Regions from separate parts of the Mus musculus genome. Here region 2 is linked to region 1. The links are chromatin contacts, called in public Hi-C maps. All regions are on one chromosome and are shown on one strand. Each heading gives the region's core, a stretch centred on a gene start, on an enhancer-like site or on the middle of the called end of the contact. The rest is flanking DNA. Distances are from core to core; before and after follow the strand shown.

What was found. Hi-C and Micro-C count contacts between places; a contact is called where the count stands out from the background.
Region 2: a Hi-C map of the HPC-7 cell line shows a contact between it and region 1, with 1.8 times the contacts expected there. The contact joins two enhancer-like sites. A contact is called at or near these places in 2 of 484 Hi-C or Micro-C datasets (the HPC-7 cell line and nephron progenitors) and 3 of 115 datasets of contacts at active chromatin or transcription factors (cardiomyocytes and embryonic stem cells).

Annotation. Positions count from the first base shown.
Region 1 is chr5:119,873,895-119,877,257 of GRCm38.p6, forward strand. The region is part of intron 8 of Tbx5 (T-box 5); the gene reads left to right. Among named protein-coding and RNA genes, the nearest start is that of Tbx5, 41 kb to the left of the region's middle. Within about 2 kb of position 1,782, at least 6 of the 459 cell types and tissues checked have an H3K27ac peak or open chromatin away from gene starts, as enhancers often do. A contact at or near this core is called in the HPC-7 cell line, where this site is marked.
Region 2 is chr5:120,022,488-120,025,850 of GRCm38.p6, forward strand. No RefSeq gene overlaps it. Among named protein-coding and RNA genes, the nearest start is that of Gm42019, 7.8 kb to the right of the region's middle. Within about 2 kb of position 1,809, at least 45 of the 459 cell types and tissues checked have an H3K27ac peak or open chromatin away from gene starts, as enhancers often do. A contact at or near this core is called in the HPC-7 cell line, where this site is marked.

The DNA.
Region 1 (3,363 bases), core at 532-3,031:
CGATTAAATTAATGCCAGACTCGGGGGGGGGGGAGAGAGAGAGAGAGAGAGAGAGAGAGAGAGAGAGAGAGAGAGAGAGAGAGAGAGAAAGAGAGAGAGAGTTTTGAAAAGAACCAAACCCATTTCGGGTCAGTAGTCACAGCACTGTCCTCAGCCACAGCCTCTGTACAGAAGTGGTGGGACGGCCACAAATACCAATCAAGGCAAACCTCCTTGGTTAGCCAACCTTCAGACTCCTAGGTGAATTCAGAATCAGCACAGCAGGGCTGGAGAAAGGGTCCGCCTGCCTGTGACCCCTGGCTGCTTGCCGTCAGGTGACCCTGGGAAATCGCCTTACCTTTCTGGGTCTGGAGTACTTCTGATACAGGTCGAGGATAATTGTAAGCCCTACCTGTTGCATTGAGGATGAGGAGAGGAGAGACTACATGGGAAGTACCTGGTCTGCTACTGGGTATGGCTGAACAGCCCCAACATATCTGTGATCACCTCCCTATCCTTTACAGAAGACCTGCTGTCCCAAGTAGCCTGCTGTCCCAAGCAGGCTGAGCATTGTGTAAGTGATGATAGAACTATGTAGTTAAAACTGGAATAGGGTCTGGACTGAGATCTCAGTCAGCAAATGTTCTCTTTACAAGCCTGAGTCCCCCAGAATCCATGTATAAAAGAAGCCAGGTGTATGGGCACCCATTAGTAAGCCCAGGGTTAGAGAGGACAAGGTTCGCTGGTCAGCTAGCCTTGCCTAGTTAGCAACTTCCAGGTTCATGAGGGACCCTGTCTTATAAACCAAGATGGATGGTACCTGAGGAGTGACAGCTCAGGCTGTCCCCTGATCTCCATGGACAAGACACATGCTAACATGAACACACACACACACACACACACACACACACACACACACACACACACAGCCGCAAATTGCTAATGAGTATCAGATTGTAAGAACAGACTGGGTTGGAGTCATAGAAAGTGGGAGGCAGCTAGGAGAAGGATAAGAGACAGATGGGTATGTACCCTTTCTGGGGAAGGGTTAGCATGTGGGTGCCCAGATCAGAGGGCAAAGGGTGGAGATAGAAGACTGGAGAGAAAGGTGGGGCCAGCTAGACGCCCCTAAGCCATTTCCATTAGAGCCTCCAGTGTTATCTGAACAGCGATGGGAGACCATCAGGGGGTCAGCAGCCTGCAAGTATCACTGCTAGCAGTTGCTAGCGCCACTTTGCTGCGATAGGAGGGGACAGAAATGACACCAGACACCTGTTGAGAGGAAGAGGGCAACCTAGGTTGTAAGGCCTGCCACGGTGGCTCAGAACTGCAGAAGTGAGAGGAACCAGGATTTGGGGACAGGCTGGAGATAAGAATGTGAAAAAAAATGTTCCCCTCTGTCCTTTCAGATTGGATGCTAGAACTCAGACAGATGGAGGTATTTCCCCAAAGTCCCTTAGCAACTGAGTGGCCTGGCTCGAGATCTTCAGTGAAGTCAGTGGACTTGGGGCGTGTGTGTGTGTGTGTGTGTGTGTGTGTGTGTGTGTGCATGTGCTCTGAAGAAAACCTCTCCTCTTCCCAGAAACCTCTGCCTTCCTCACCACTTTCCACACTTCCACCCCCCAAGGGGAGCTTGGATGACAGAGAAGCCAATGGGGTCACAAGGCAATTCATCATTAGTCCCCACGGTGTGAGGAGATAACAAATCAGGAGGCTTCCTTCCAGTTTGGGACTCGCTAGGAGTGATAACTCTGTGGGTGGTTTCCCCCCCTGGCCCCAGCCTGGCCCTGCTATCTGACTTCCTCTCATTGTCTGTCTGCCTTCCAGCCAGCCTAGGAGCCAGGCCCCATGCAATGTCAAAGGGCCCAGCAGGCCAATGGCCTCCTCTCCTGTTTGGACCAGGCTGTCTCCAGCCTATCTCTCCCTCTGGATGGAGTCAAAAAAGCTGGGCAGGTCTTTTATCAATGCCACTCAATCAAACCCAGGATCCGAGGACCAGGAGGGAGCACTTGTCTGTCTTTCCTCCGACTATCCTGACTCTCTCACCATCCTTTCATTAGCAAACAAACTGACCCAAATAAAGATGTAGCAAAGACATTACAGCGCTGGCTATCAGAGGGAAGTCAGCGATGGAGAGGGGGAGGTGGGGGAAACTGGAAATGGTTCCACAGTGAGCTTTTCTCCCCAGACTGTGAGGTTTGTTTCTAGTACTTTATATGTAGTGTGTGCGTGTATGTGTATGTGCATGTGCACGTGCACATATGTCATGGTAAAGCTAAGCCCGCAGAGTTCAAGGGACAACTGGCAGGAGGGGACCCAAGCCTTCCACTGTGAAGGTCTCAGAGATAGAACTCAGGTTGCTTGGCTTGTCAGTGGTGTCTTTACTGACCTGACCCGATGCTGTGTGTTTTTAAAAGCAACCTCAGGGTCTTCCCTTATTGAATTTTTCAGGGCAGCTTGAGTTGGAGAATGCCCACTCCTCACCCTGCAGGGGACAAAGAGTGCACTAATATCAGATTCTAAGGTTAGAGTGATGACTGACAGAGTCGTGTGAAGTCATCAAACACTAAGAGTACTTATACCCCGGGCCCTGTAAGGAGAACGCAAGCAGGAGAGAGACCTGCTCTTATGAAACATGCATTCTCATGGGGGAAGCAAGTCTGAGAGCAGCAGATAAACTCTCGGTGGTCATGGGGTCTGAGCCAGGGTGCTTTCATTTTAATTCCCCATGATGCCATTCCAGTGTCTCCATTTTAACCCAAGTTCTGAGAGTTTGGAGTGTATAATTTCAAAATCTATCATCCAATCATTTATCTCTCTATCCAACCATTCATCTGTCCAAGCATCCATCTATTTATTTGTTCATCCATTCACCTACCCACCCATCCATCCATCCATCCATCCATCCATCCATCCATCCATCCATCCATCCATCCACTCACCCATCCATCCATTTGTCTGTCTATCCATTCATACATGCATCCACCTATTTATCCACTCACCAACCTCTTTATTCTTTCATTCACCCAACTATCCTATCCATCCACCAATCCATCCACTCACCCATTTATCCATCCATTCACCCATCCATTCACTTCTCCATTTATCTACCTGCCCATCCATTTATGTATCCATCCACCCTTTTATCCATCTATCCATCCGCCCATCCATCCATCCATCCATCCATCCATCCATCCATCCATCCATCCATCCATCTGTGTCAAGTGTTACAACCCTCCATGTTGGTTGAGCCTGTTGAGTTACAGTAACAGCAGAAAGCACAGGTTTACAGCAGAAAGCCCAGCGCCACCCATCTTTGCTGTTTTGCGACTCAGTAGGTCTGAATTACAGCCATCTCCTGACTTCCTGCTGACCCCTTAGCTG
Region 2 (3,363 bases), core at 559-3,058, 150 kb after region 1:
TAAACTTCATCTGAAGGATGACAAGTGCTTCCCACTCCTGCAGAAACTCAAAACCACTGTTTCTAGTAACTTTTATATTTTGCATAAACATTTTGCCTTAAAGGGAGTCAAACCAAGGACATTTTAGAAGGAAAAGACATGAAGTGGTCAAAAGCCGAAGTTAAGTGTAGCATACCTTCTTCTTTCTTTTCCTTTTAGATTTATGTGTATGAGTACTCTGTAGCTGTCCTCAGACACACCAGAAGAGGGCATCAGATCCTATTACAGATGGTTGTGAGCCACCATGTGGTTGCTGGAAATTGAACTCAGGACCTCTGGAAGAGCAGTCAGTGCTCTTGACCGCGGAGCCATCTCTCCAGCCTGTGTAGCATACTTTCTTAGTCAGGTTGCTATTGCTGTTGGAAACACTGTGGCCAAAGCAATTTGAGGGAAGCATTTATTTGGCTCACACTTCCACAGTACTGTTTCCCCATGGAAGGAAGTCAAGGCAGCAACTCAAACATGGCAGAAACCTGAAGGCTGGAGCTGATACAGAGGCCATGGAGGGATGCTGCTTACTAGCTTGCTCCCCATGGCTTGCTCAGCCTGCTTTCTTATAGAACCCAGGATTACCAGCACAATGACGGTACCACCCACAATTGGCAGGGGCCCTCCCCCATCAATTGCTAAGAAAATGCTCCACAGGCTTGCCTAAGGCCCAATCTTACAGGTATTTTTTTTTTCATTTGAGGTTCCCTCCTCTCAGATGTCTCTAGCTTGTGTGGAGTTTCCACAGAACTAACCAGGGACATGCACAAATGGACTCAGTCCTTGAACAGAGGGCTCCAGGCTTGCCTTTTAGCTTTGTCTGTCTTAAGAAACAATGTTGCTAACCATAAATGCAAAGCATCTCAGAAGCAACAAGGTCATGTTGATGCTGACAGCTGAGACCTGTGCAGCACACACCCGTGGCTATAACTGCCACCACTGTTAAGTCCCTGCCCCGAAACCTTAATGTTTGATTCAGCCACTACCCTGAAAGTGTAGGGCCTGGTATTTGCTTCCAACACACACACACACACACACACACACACACACACACACACAAATCTTTCGCTTGCTACAGTCTAGATGAATTCTAAGCAGTTCCAGAAATCCCAAACTTGCAAATGCCTCATGGTTTGAGATAATCATTGTTCATTGGAAGCTGTGTGATGGCCTTGAGCTCTGTTGTGCAACAAAAATAGGGGGGTTAGGGGATGGCACTAGACTGTTTCCTTCAAGGCTTTTTTTCTTTTCTTTTTTCTTTTTTTCTTTTTTTCTTTCTTTCTTTCTTTCTTTCTCTCTCTCTCTCTCTCTCTCTCTCTCTCTCTCTCTCTCTCTCTCTCTTTCTTTTTTTTTTTAACAATAAAACTCATAGAAATTCTTACAAAAGTCCCATGGGTCTCCAAAACCTTGATTCACCCATCCTCGTTCATATGCTTTACATCTCTAGTAAATCTCATAGCTGTCTCAAAACAACTGGGCCCGGGGCCCCAGTTTGGATCATGGGATGAATATTCCTCCTGCCACAGCGATTAAGAATAAATGAGCATTAAATAACAAAGATGCCTCACTTGCTGTCTGCGGGGGGGGGGGGGGGGGGGTGAGCAACTAAAGGCACATGCAACCTCTCCCCCTCCGCCCCCTCCCCCGGGGGTCCAAGAAAAGCAAGGTAAGTCAGCTTGTCTGTTGCCAGGCAACAAGGCTTCCTTCTGAAACTGGACCAATCCCGTGACAGCCTGGCTGCTGGGGCGCAGCAACTGCTGGCTCCGGAGGTGGGGTGGTGGGGCTTAAGAGGAAGTAGGGGTGAGGGTAGGGTGTAAACGGCCGCAGCTGTGCACCATCACCCACAGCCGTTCTGGGTGGTAACTAACGCTGGCCACTTGTCCATATAGTTTTATTGCTTTAATCCCACCAAACCAGCCAAGGCCAGGCCATGATAATATATTTAAGTAATGAGACATGACAGCCAGGGCCTCTCGTGGTGATTAAAACACACCTAGTGGAGTGTGAGAAGGTCCCCAGAGGTGAGGGTTCTAATCCCCTGAAATCGCCTGCACTTGTGAAATGGCAAGGGAGCTTGGATCGGTCTAAGAACAAAGCTGGCAGTCAATTTGGAAGTGCAGAGCTTCCTGGGTCAACAGGTACCTTCTGAAAGCTCAGGAGAGAGGATCTGAGGGACAGCATTGCAACTGGGTGTGGCTCCTTGCAGGCTCTGGCTGATCTTAGATGTCAGCAGGGGGACAACTAAGTATTTAGATGCTGAACCACGTGAGCCTCTCCACTGGAACACTAGAAACTCTGAAAACTAAACGTTGAGGATTTCACACGGGAGTGCTGAATTTACATTATGTTTTACCCTTCCCCACGGCTCTCGTGTCTCCATCACCTCAAATTAAATCTCCACTTCCTATTACATATTTACTATAAACACACACACACAGGAACAATACTCTAAATGGACTCAATAGGCTGTGTGTGTGTGTGTGTGTGTGTGTGTGTGTGTGTGTGTGTGTGTGTGTGCATAAGCACAGTGGGGAAATCGACCCTGACTCATATTCATCTGCCCTCTCTGCCTGTATCATTACCTGGGACTCAGGTTCCTCCATCCCCTTAGGTTGGATGTAGTGTCATTGTGAAAATCATATTTTGGCAGCTTCATTGTTGAGATTTCCTGGAAGGAGCCCCCTGCCATACCTGGTTCTTAAAATCATCCTGCCCCTGTCTTCTCTGAACCTTTAGGTGTAGATGTGGTGTTATAATGAATGCATCTATTGGGACTGGGGACACCCCACCCCACCCCATCAGTTCTCTCTGCATTTGAGAAACACTCTCACCTGTTGTGGGAGGGAAAAACCTTTGAGGAAGTGGAAACCACACTTATCTGTGGGTCTAAGGATAAGCATGTAAAAAAAAAATACAGTTAGAAAATGGTGCTGGTTTCAGGAAGTGGCAGGAGAAGGGTGTTCTCTGGGGCTATAGCATCACCAGCCAAGGGTAGTTACAGACTGTTGGCTAGGTTTCAAGTGCCAGAAATGGATTCACTAATGAGTGAGCCTGTCCTAATTAGGGTTATGATGGCTGGGATGAAACACCAGGACCAAAAGCAACTTGCGGGGGTGGGGGGTGGGGGGGGGGGTTATTCGGCTTATACTTCCACAGCACTGTTCACCATGGAAGGAAGTCAGGATGGGAACTGTGTTTAAAATGCTTGGCCATGCAAGTGGTGAAGATCTGAGTTCAAACTCTCACAACCCACATACGAGCTAGATGTGATAGTGTGCCCATCTGTAATCCTATGGGAAGATGAGAGACAGAGACAGGGTCCCCAGAAGCTCCAGG